Linked DNA regions of Oryctolagus cuniculus: region 2 is linked to region 1. Evidence: chromatin contacts called from public Micro-C data. All regions are on one chromosome and are shown on one strand. The core of a region is the stretch at or near the end of the contact, and the rest is flanking DNA. Distances in the headings are between cores, read along the strand shown.

Evidence for each region. A called contact is a pair of places that touch in the nucleus more often than the background predicts.
Region 2: a contact with region 1 is called in a Micro-C map of ear pinna, with 4 times the contacts expected there. The contact joins the promoter of EEF1A1 here to the enhancer-like site in region 1. A contact is called at or near these places in 5 of 6 Hi-C or Micro-C datasets (ear pinna, embryonic fibroblasts, psoas muscle and 2 more).

What each region holds. Positions count from the first base shown.
Region 1 is chr5:98,975,687-98,981,631 of mOryCun1.1, forward strand. No RefSeq gene overlaps it. Among named protein-coding and RNA genes, the nearest start is that of EEF1A1, 50 kb to the right of the region's middle. Within about 2 kb of position 2,470, at least 6 of the 8 cell types and tissues checked have an H3K27ac peak or open chromatin away from gene starts, as enhancers often do. A contact at or near this core is called in ear pinna, where this site is marked.
Region 2 is chr5:99,027,475-99,033,205 of mOryCun1.1, forward strand. EEF1A1 (eukaryotic translation elongation factor 1 alpha 1) reads left to right here and starts at 1,641. Exons shown (of 7, transcript NM_001082339.1): 1 at 1,641-1,812; 2 at 2,070-2,249; 3 at 2,363-2,659; 4 at 2,740-2,890; 5 at 2,992-3,248; 6 at 3,415-3,649; 7 at 3,752-4,161. The coding sequence starts at 1,669. The coding sequence ends at 3,876.

The DNA.
Region 1 (5,945 bases), core at 1,220-3,719:
CTGGGTCAAGTCAAAGGCAAAAACCGGCGCTGTTAACGCCCTGGCCGGAAGTGCCGGCACCCCATATGGGCTCCAGTTCAAGTCCCGGCTGCTCTTCTTCTGATCCAGCTCTCTGCTATGAGCTGGATAGTTCACTCTGCTATGGCCCGGGAAAGCAGTAGAAGATGGCCCAAGGCCTTGGGCCCCTGCACCCATGTGGGAGACCTGGAAGAAGCTCCTGGCTCCTGGCTTCAGATCGGCACAGCTCTGGCTGTTTCAGCCAATTGGGGAGTGGACCATTGGATGGAAGACCTCTCTTTCTCTCTCTGCCTCTCCTCTCTCTCTGTAACTCTGATTTTCAAATAAATAAATCTTAAAAATAAATAAACAAATATTTAGAAAACGGGTCAGCCATTTTCTTCTTGTCTCCCTTTTTTGCCACCTTTGGGGAGGTTCTTGTTCTTGCCAATCACCATGATGGTGCTAAGAGAGAGAAAAGATTGTTGATTTTTTTTAAATGTAAGAGCTTACTGAGATAAAATTCATATATGATAAAAATTCTTTTTTAAAGAGTATAATTCCTTGATTTTTAGTGTATCCAACACCCCAAAAAAAGACACTAGCACTTGTTCTCCATGCCCCTCTCCCCTCAGCCCCTGCCCACCACTAAGGTACTTTCTGCTCTACAGGTATCTTTTCTATAAGTGGAATCATGTAACATGCTGTCTACTGTGACTGGCAGCTTTCTCTTAGCGTAATGCTTTCTTTCTTTTTTTTTTTTTTTTTTTTACGATTTATTTATTCATTTGAAAGGCAGAGTTACAGAGAGGCAGAGGCAGGAGTCTTCATCTGCTGGTTCACTCCCCAGATGGCCATAACGGCCATAACGGCCATAACGGCCATAACGGCCATAACGGCCGGAACTGCGCTGGCCCGAAGCCAGGAGCCAAGAGCTTCTTCCCATGCTTGTGCAGGGGCCCAAGGACTTGGGCCATCTTCTACTGCTTTCCCAGGCCATAGCAGAGAGCTGGATCAGAAGTGGAGCAGCCGGGACTCGAACCGCCGCCCATACGGGATGCCAGCACCGCAAGTCGGCGGCTTTACCCGCTACACCGCAGCGCTGGCCCCAGAATAATGCTTTCGAGGTTCATCCTGTTACAGCGCCTATCAGTCCTTCATTCCTTCTTATTGCCAAATAATATTTCTCATGAATTCACCATTCTTGTTTATTCATTCATCTGTTGATGGACCTATTTAGTCACTTCTACTTTGTGACAGTTGTGAACAGTATTTCTTTGAACATTCATATACAGGTGTTTTGTATTGGCTTGTATTCTTAATTAGCTTGAGTATAGTGGTTCCAGTTTTGTTTGAATAAAATATGCATCCATACACCAATACGTTAACAGCGATTATTTCTAGATAGTGAATTACAGGAAATTTACTTTTTTCTCCTTTGTATTTTTTTAAATTTCTGAAAGTTAAAATAAATGGGGCAGGAGTTGGGTCTAGCAGTTAAATGCCAGCCCTCCAGATTGAAGTGCCTGGCCAAGTTCCTGGCTCTGGCTTGGGACCCTCGCTTCCTGCCACTGCAGACGCTGGGAACCAGCACTGGATGGGTCCCTTTCTCTTATGTGGGAAATCAACTGTTTTAAGCATTTGCGGAGTGAATCAGCAGATGCGAGTTCTCTCATTCTCTCTGCCTCTAAAATAAATATATATTTTTTAAAACAGGAAAAATATGCATTTTTTTAAAAAAATACAAAAATTCAGAGACAGCCGTAGAATTGTCCCCGCTGGCTGTGGAATCCCAGACCCAGAGTCCCTGGTCCTGGAACTCCAAGGTCCCCACGAGTGTCATCCCCTCAAACTATACCGCGCAGCCAGCGCAGGGCAGTCAAGTGGCTTCCGGCTGACAAAGTGGCCCTTGTTGATATTCATGTCAGCCCACAGGCTGTGCCAAATGACCCATATTTACTTGCCAGAAACACAGACTCTCTCCTGGAGGATGTCATTCAGCTCTGCCACTTTATCCACTCCTTGATCCCGGAGTAAATCCCCGCCAACTTTCACAGTAAGGATTTTACATTTGTTAAAAAAAAAAAAAATACTTCGTAAAGGTCGGATGTTGAAAGCACGCACACACACACACACACACACACACACACACTTCACAAGCTTGGAATGCACAGCCCTCACCATCCCCCACCCCGGATCACTTGACCCCGCACACTAAAAGCACGCTCCAGATTCGAGCCACTTGGGGGCGAAACTCGAGCTGCGGGCATTTCTCCGCGGGGTGGGGCACGGCAAATATTTGTCGCTGTCCGGAAACGCGAGTTTGACTCATCTTTTAGCTGACTCGCGAAGCAGAGCTCCGAGAGGCCGCGTTTCTTTTGTCTGAAAGAGGACTATTGCAGCGCCCATCTCTGCGCGCGGAGAGCACACAAAGAGGAATTTTTGAATGACTCAGCCAGCGCGCGGCGGGCGCGGCCTGGGGACAATGGAAAGTCACCGCGGGGCCCCGGAAGCGGCGTCCGCGCCCGCCCGCCCGGCCGCTAGGACCGGCCGCTGGGGGCAGCAGGGGCGCTGGGCAACAGGTGACTTTCAGAACCCTCACGTCTTGTTGTGTAACAGCTCTCTCGATGCCCATCTAGTTACGCTGATTTTTGGAAAATCCCACACGAACACCGGGACCTAAAAGCCCCTTGGGCAAGCGAACGACAGAAGCCAGGAGACCCCCACCAAGTCCGCGTGGGGGCGGGACGGGGCGGGGCGCCCTGCACGTGTTTTCGTAACTCGGCAGAAAAAAAGTGTCGTGAAAAAAAGTCTTTGCGTCCAGCCGTGAGTGAGGGCTGCGCTGTGGCTGGAGGAGGCCTCCCGGGAGCCTCGCGGGACGCGGTTTCCCCTGCTCAGGCGAAACCTTGGCGCGAGGCCTGGCCGAGATCGTGGGCGGAAAATGCAGTGGTGCAGTTCAGGATCTGTTGAGCTCGGGGTTTCTTATGGGGCACCCAGCTACTCTCGAGGAATTTAGGGCTGCAGCCAACTTTAAAAATCGATACAAGTGTTGAATACCCGGGGGTTTTGTCCTGTCTGTTTGCTTGTGCGGCTGGTGGGAGGAAGAGGGGGATGGAAAGAGAGCCACGCTAGGGCTGGCCGGCTCTAAATCTCTCCAGGAAGCTGCATCAGTCCGCCAGGGAGGCTGGCCTGCAGCCGGCCCGGTCGCCCAAGACTTTCACCAGCTTCAAAGCCAGGGGCGCCATCCAGCTGCACAAGTTACCCGTGTAAATCTCCCTGTCCCCCACAATACTACTACACTAACCCTGTTACAGTGGTACATGCACGTCCATCTTTGCCCCTCTCTTTTTGCGATTGCTGGGGTGACCATGTAAACCAAGGCGTTTAAGTGGGAAAGGGATGCTACTAGTAATTACACCTGGACAACAGCACAAAGCTGTCACAGGCAAACTGAGACATAAATATAGTCACCCTGGGGGACGTGAGCAATTCATCTAAATTCACAAAACATTCCTGACTCCACACACTCTCTGGGAGAGGGAGGCAGGCAAAGGGGCTATTTAAAAAGAAAAGTCATCTGGGGCAGGGGTTGTGACCCAGCCAGTTAAGGCCTCACTTGGAACACCCGTGTCCCCTGTGGGAGTGCCCGGGTTCTGGTCCAGCGCTGCTAATTAGCTTCCTGCTAATGTGCCTGGTAATGCACTAGAGGGTGGGCCGAAGGCTTAGGTCCCTGCCCCGCATATGGGGGACAAGGATGGAGTTCCTGGCTGCTGGTTGTGGCCTGGCCTAGCCCCCGCTGTTGCTGCCATTTGTGGAGTGAACCAGAAGATGGAAGTTCTCCCTCCGTCTTCCCCTCCCTCTCCCTCCAAGTGAAGACAGAAACTGTGGTGACACATTTTCAGCAAAATGGTGGCAAGGTGTGCAGAGGGGAAAATTGTCTGCAAAATGTTAATTTTCCCCTTCCTCTCCCCTTCCAATAAATAACTAAATTTTAGAAAAGAAAAAAAGTCACTCCAATTCAACGCTGCATTTTGGAAAATATCCTATTTTGTTAAGAATGCCTAGATTGGGACTGGCACTGTGGCAGAGCAGGCGTCCCATATGGGTACCAGTTGTTGTCTCAGCTGCTCCACTTCCAATCCAGCTCCCTGCTAATGCACCTGAGAAAACAACTGAAGATGGTGCAAGTCCCTGGGCCCCTGCACCCATGTGGAAGACCTGGAAGAAGCTCCTGGCTCCTGGCTTCGGCCTGGCCCAGCCCTGGCAGTTGCAGCCATCTGGAGAGAGAACCAGTGGATGGAAAACCTTTCTCTCTCTCTTCCTTTCTCTCTCTCTAACTCTGCCTTTCAAATAAATAAATACATCGTTTATAAAAATACTTGGATCTAGTTAATCACTTTGCTCTGCTTTTGTTACATACTTGGAGATTGGTTCGTAAACGCAGGCCACGATTTCTGTGGACATCGGCAAGGCAGGGATCAGGTGCTGCAGGAGGTGTGACTCCTGCCTCATTGTGCTTCACTACCCAACAGCGGGATTTCTTCACACAGGGTTCACTGTGCATTATCCTTATACACATACAGATATCAGTTACATGTATACAGGGTTTGAAAAACTAGATTTTTTTCTGACTATAGCCTCCTAGCTGACTCACTAGAGATAGCAGACCAATTTTTTTTAAGATTTATTTATTTTTTCAAAGGAAGAATTAGAGGGGGTGGGGGAGAGAGAAAGACAAAGAAAGAGACAGAGAAAGAGAAATCTTCCATCTGCTGGTTCATTCCCCAAATGGCCACAACAGCAAGGGTGGGTCCAGGCCAAAGCCAGGATCCCAGAGTTTTTCCTGGTCTCTCAAGTGGATGCAGGGGCCCAAGTACTTGGACCATCTTCCACTGCTTTTCCAGATGCATTAGCAGGGAGGTGGATTGGAAGTGGAGCAGCCACGATTTGAACCAGTGCCCATATGAGATGCCAGCATCACAGACAGAGGCTTAACCTGCTACACCACAAAGCCGGCCCCAGCAGACTAATTTTTTAAAACTTTACTCCACCTACTATGTGCAGACATTGTATATTCTAAGAACTTCAGAGCGACTCATTCAATTCTCACAACTCTATGAAGTACGTACTATGGTTACCCCATTTTACAGATAGGGAAACTGAGCGAGGCAAGGTTAAGTAAATTGCCCAAAAATCTAAAAGTAAATTGCATAGGTGGGATTAGAACCCAGGCATTCTACTGTTAGAGCCAGCACTTCCTAGCACTAAATTATGTCAGCCTGACCTGTGAGTGCTCCCTGCAGGCAACAGGAGAGGTGTGAACCGGCTCATTTGCTAAGGTCCTTAGAGATGTGTTTTATTGCTGCCCAGCCCTCTGATAAATGTTCCCATCGGACATAGAATAAAGCTGCTACTAGGATTCACCCCAGTGGGGTAAGGCCGTTAGCAGAGTGACCCACTCTCCTTTCTCTCTAACCCTGAGCTTCAGCTACATGAAAATTCCTGATTGTACTTTCCTGCCCCAGCATCTCCCTGTGCCTTTTCCCTCCTCCGGGAAGGCCTCCCAAGCCATCCCTGTCCACCTGGCTTCTTCAGTGAAACCCCAACTACTGCTAAGGTCCAGGGCCAAACTGGCATTCCACTGCCACACAAGACAGAATCGCTCCAAAGGCTGAAATCCTACAGCCATTATCTGCACCACTCACAGGCCTACACGTCTTATCTCCCCGACTCAGCAATTTCTTTTCCCCACAACACTTAGCACAGCACATTTTCACATAAATAGTTTTCAGTGAATGTATAGTCCCGCATTGTTTGCCCTTCATCCATTTTCTCTTTTAAATATCTGAAAAGAATTAGAATGCGTTGATTATCTCGAAAACAGAAGACTTTTTCTTTCTAAAAAAAAAAAATCATTTTGTTCAGGACTCTGTCCCTCTCCCATTCTG
Region 2 (5,731 bases), core at 391-2,890, 51 kb after region 1:
CTTAGCCCCGCGCTGCCCCGAGTCCCGGGGCCTTGCACGCCTCTCCCGACCGGAGGGGCGCAGAAGGCAGAGGCGAGGGAGCAGCAGGACCCGGCCGTGATCCACAGAGGAAGAGGCTCCGGGGCTTCCTCTCAGACCAGCGAGGCGCCAAGGCTGAGGACTGGGCGGGAAGACACCCCGAACCTCGATACCTCTGCGGTGCAGCGGGGAGAGTGGAAGACCCCGGAGGTGCCCTCGCCGCCGCCCTCCCCCCACCTCTCGCCGCCAGAGCCCAGAGTAATTCATACAAAAGAGGACTCGCCTCAGTCTCGGGGAAGCCCAGGGACCGTCGCTAAACTCCCGTTACCCTAGAACCGAGAGATCGCCGCGTCCCCGCCCCCTACCCCTCGCGCTCGTCGTCACCGGGACCGAGGCGAGCATGCGCGAGGCGCTGTGTGCTCGTCAGTGGTCGGAGCGCACATCGCCCACGGTCCCCGAGGCGTTGGGGGAGGGGACGGCGATTGAACCGGTGCCTAGTGGAGGTGGCGCGGGGCAAACTGGGAAAGCGGTGTCGTGTGCTGACTCCGCCCTCTTCCCGAGGGTGGGGGAGAACCGTATATAAGTGCCGTAGTCGCCCTGGACGTTCTTTTTCGCAACGGGTTTGCCGCCAGAACACAGGTGAGTGTCGGGTGTGGCTTCCGCGGGTCTGGCCTTGAGCGGGCTGGGGCCCTCGCGTGCTCGGGGACACTGCCATGCCACTGAGCCTCTTGACGAGGTTCCTGGCTCCGAATTTCGGGCTGTAACGGGGCGGGAGGGTTGGAGGTTTGCGCGTTTTCCAGGAGCCTCTTCCTCGTGCTGGAGTTGAGGCCTGGCGTGGCCGCCGCGTGCGAGTCCTCTCGCCTTCGCGCCGGCCTGGCTAGCCTCGCTCGCGGGGCCCTTCGGCCCTTTGAGTTTTTACGTGGATCGGTACGGCTCTTTTTTTGTTCGTCGAGATGGGCCCGCCGAGGCCGGGCGGGCTACCCCGCGCGTTCGTCGTCCGGCCCGAGGGGGTGGCAGGGCGGCCGCGCGGCGTAGGGACAGCGAGCGGCGGGGCCCGCCCGTCCGGGCGCACATGTCGGGCGCGGCCTGGGCGAGGCCCGACGGCGCCGCGCCTGCCCAGGCCGGGCGAGGGGAGAGGCGAGGGTCGTGGGGCGGGCGGCTCGGTGGGGCCGCGGCCGCCCCACCCCGGGCGGCGGAGCCCGGCCCGCTCGGCACCAGTTGCGTGCGCGGAAAAAGATGGCCGCTCGCCGTCCCCGCTGCAGGGAGCTCAAAATGGAGGACGCGGTGGCCCGGGAGAGCGGGCGGGTGAGTCACCCACACAAAGGAAAAGAGCCTTCCCCTCTTCGGCCGCCGCTTCCTGCGACCCCACGGGGTACAGGGCGCCGTCTGGGCACCTGGCTTCTTCGTGTGGCCTTTGGAGTTCGGCTTGGCTCGGCTGGGGGCGGAGATTTTTTAGGCGATGGAGTTAACTCACTCGGTGGGTGGAGACTGAAGAGTTAGGCCAGCTTGGCATTGGATGTAATTCTCCTTGGAATTTGCCCTTTTGAGTTTTGAACGTGGCTTAGTCTCAACCCTCGGACAGTGGTTCAAAGGTTCCCCCCCTTTTTCCATTTTAGGTGTCGTGAAAACCACCGCTAAATCAAAGCCAAAATGGGAAAGGAAAAGACTCACATCAACATCGTCGTCATTGGCCACGTAGATTCGGGCAAGTCCACCACCACTGGCCATCTGATCTACAAATGTGGTGGCATCGACAAAAGAACCATTGAAAAATTTGAGAAGGAGGCTGCCGAGGTATGTCCAGTATCGCAAGGGAAAGATGCTGAATTACATTAAGTCTGGCCACTAAAATGAGAGTGCTATGACTATAAAAGACAACAGTGATTAGTTGTCTGAATGTGAATGTTAAAATCACGAGCCACCATATCGACTGGAGAGCCACCTAGGCCCAGCAGTTTGGGAAGCGGAATGCATTCCCAAGCGGAGGGGGGCATGGGGTTTCAAGCTTTGCTGTGTCTTAGTAACCGTCTGAGTGCTCTGTGTAATTACAGATGGGAAAGGGCTCCTTCAAGTATGCCTGGGTCTTGGATAAACTGAAAGCCGAGCGTGAGCGTGGTATCACCATCGACATCTCCCTGTGGAAATTTGAGACCAGCAAGTATTACGTGACTATCATTGATGCCCCAGGACACAGAGACTTCATCAAAAACATGATTACAGGCACATCTCAGGTTTGTGCAACTAGTAACTGTAGACATAAGGTTTTCTAGGCGGGGGGTGGGTGAGTTCCTCCTTAGGTTTGAGGTACCTTCGTTCACAGTGTGTGTCCTTGATTTCTTTAAAGGCTGACTGTGCCGTCCTGATTGTTGCTGCTGGTGTCGGGGAATTTGAAGCTGGTATCTCCAAGAACGGGCAGACCCGTGAGCATGCCCTTCTGGCTTACACGCTGGGTGTGAAACAGCTAATTGTTGGTGTTAACAAGATGGATTCCACTGAGCCACCCTACAGCCAGAAGAGATACGAGGAAATCGTTAAGGAAGTCAGCACCTACATTAAGAAAATTGGCTACAACCCTGACACAGTAGCATTTGTGCCAATTTCTGGTTGGAACGGTGACAACATGCTGGAGCCAAGTGCTAATGTAAGTGACTTTCAAGACAGTGCTTGTTAAAGAGCTGGAAGTGGTGATGTGATAGAATTAATTGTTCTCTTGTGTTTCAGATGCCGTGGTTCAAGGGATGGAAAGTCACCCGCAAAGATGGCAATGCCAGTGGAACCACACTGCTTGAAGCCCTGGACTGCATCCTTCCACCAACTAGACCAACTGACAAGCCTCTGCGTCTGCCCCTACAGGATGTCTACAAAATTGGTGGTAAGTTGGGTATTAATGTAACATCAGAATATAACTTGAATTGGAACAGGTGAAAAATCTTTGGCCCTCAATAACTCTTTGGTAATCTGCAAATATTTTAGGTATTGGCACTGTCCCTGTGGGCCGAGTGGAGACTGGTGTTCTCAAACCTGGCATGGTGGTAACTTTTGCTCCAGTCAATGTCACAACTGAAGTCAAGTCCGTCGAAATGCACCATGAAGCTTTGAGTGAAGCTCTTCCTGGGGACAATGTGGGCTTCAATGTCAAGAACGTGTCTGTCAAAGATGTTCGTCGTGGCAACGTTGCTGGTGACAGCAAAAATGACCCACCAATGGAAGCAGCTGGCTTCACTGCTCAGGTAACAATTTAAAATGATCTGTTAATTGACAATGTTCATGCATACTCAAGGGGGTAAGCAATCTGATGCATGTATGAAGTGTTATCACATCAGGGGAGTTAGCATTTCTAGCTGTTACCACAGTTCAGTTTGAGAAGCACTAAAATGCATATCCTTTTTTTCCCAGGTGATCATCCTGAACCATCCAGGTCAGATCAGTGCTGGGTATGCCCCTGTACTGGATTGTCACACAGCTCACATTGCTTGCAAGTTTGCTGAGCTGAAGGAAAAGATTGATCGTCGTTCTGGAAAGAAGTTGGAAGATGGCCCTAAATTCTTGAAATCTGGTGATGCTGCCATTGTTGATATGGTTCCCGGCAAGCCCATGTGTGTTGAGAGCTTCTCTGACTATCCTCCTCTGGGTAAGGATTTTTTTTTTTATTGCTATTACAAGTTGTACTAAAGATTAACAATTGCTTCTGTGAACTATGTGTCTCATGGCAACTCAATACTTGTTTTAATAGGTCGTTTCGCTGTCCGTGATATGAGACAGACGGTTGCTGTGGGTGTGATCAAAGCAGTGGACAAGAAGGCTGCTGGAGCTGGCAAGGTCACCAAGTCTGCCCAGAAAGCTCAGAAGGCTAAATGAATATTACCCCTAATACCTGCCACCCCAGTCTTAATCAGTGGTGGAAGAACGGTCTCAGAACTGTTTGTCTCAATTGGCCATTTAAGTTTAATAGTAAAAGACTGGTTAATGATAACAATGCATCGTAAAACCTTCAGAAGGAAAGGAGAATGTTTTGTGGACCATTTTTTTTGTGCGTGGCAGTTTTAAGTTATTAGTTTTTAAAATCAGTACTTTTTAATGGAAACAACTTGACCAAAAATCTGTCACAGAATTTTGAGACCCATTAAAACAAAGTTTAATGAGAAACCTGTGTCTTCTTGTCAACACTGGACCTGTCAAATGTGTTCCAGGTTTTTCTAATTAGAATTGGCTGGAATTTTAAAACTCCATGGGTTAGGGATTTTTTCCCACCTGTTTGTTTTAAGCTATGGAGGGCTGTTAGCCCTGCTGGTTAGAACTGTTGACATGTAATTTAGTTTAGAAAGCAAAATTCTGTAATCTTAAGGGATGAAATGTTGCATATAAAATTGTGTAGCTACAAGTAAATTTGTTAGAATCATTAAATTTTGGTTTCCCAAATTACTTGAAGTTTTAGTAAAACAGCACTGGTTTCTAGGGTCCTAAGAAAACGTAAAAAGTGGTTTCCTGATGTAAGTGAGAACACCATTTCTAACAGATTTCTTCTAAAGCAGTTTGGTAAAGGATTTGTAGCCTGACATAAGAAGTGGACCACAGATGATCAGAATTAAGATACAGGAAGGTGGGGAAAGCATATTTTCAAATAAGCTTTATTCTTGAGGTTCATAGTGGTATTAGTGACCCATGAGTAGCATGGAGATTGCTGACAATCATAGTTTGGAGGTATTCACTTGACATGATCAAGTGTACTGGGTCTTTGGATTGTTGGCTGGCTGGTCACTAGTAAGGAATCTACACGGTGATTTACTATGGATATGATAACTTTGAGGTTTCTAATTTGGAGTTAATTAACATAGGATTTCCAACATTCTGTAAGTATTTGGTAATCTAAAGGGGTGTGTTCCCTGGGATTTTGATGCAGCTTGAAAGGCAAAATAAGGTCTGTAAATTCAGATTGAACCAGGGTTTGAAAAGGTGGCCTTACAGTGGCTGGTGTTCTGAGAATTTCAGGGTACCCCATAGAACTATTAAAAGTAGCCAAACTGACTGCATTTAGCCTGCCTTGTACAAGAGCTGTTCACATGAGCATGCTGCCTGCAGCTTTTTGGGGAGGTGAGATGTAGCTGGCTATTAACGGGTTTACTAGAAGAGATGTACTAGGATAGCCCTGCAAAATGGGGAGGGCAGGACATGGCAGTTTACTGAGAGCCAGTTGCATGTGTGCTTTAGATAATTGGTTTTGAGCACCATCTACTGGTAGATGCTAAACATTAGTCAAAGGACAAAGTGATACTTGTGTGGTTGATTGAAAACATATTTTGGATTGGACTTCAAGCTAAATTGAATATTTAAACCTAGTGCTATATTTCATAGCTGTAATTTAATTTGAGCTGTTGAATTTGCCCCAGGGATTCTGGTATGATCTTGCATATTAGGAAAGGTGTTTCTGGTTTGGGGGTAATACTAGGGTGTAACTTCATTTTTTTGTTAAATCCTTACCCAAAATAACAATCACTGGGTTTTGACCACATTCAAGACTCAAAGCTTACACCTCCCCATCACTTTCCTATGGTTAATTCTACTTGCCTAGTAAACCTCAGCTGTGCCAGTCTACCCACTCTGCTCTAGTGAGACAGTTGTTCCCTATTAAACCCAGCCTCTGTATGTAGCAATGCTAGGGTTTTAATGATACTATTTGTATCTTATGCAGTTAAAGTTTTTGTCCAACTGGACA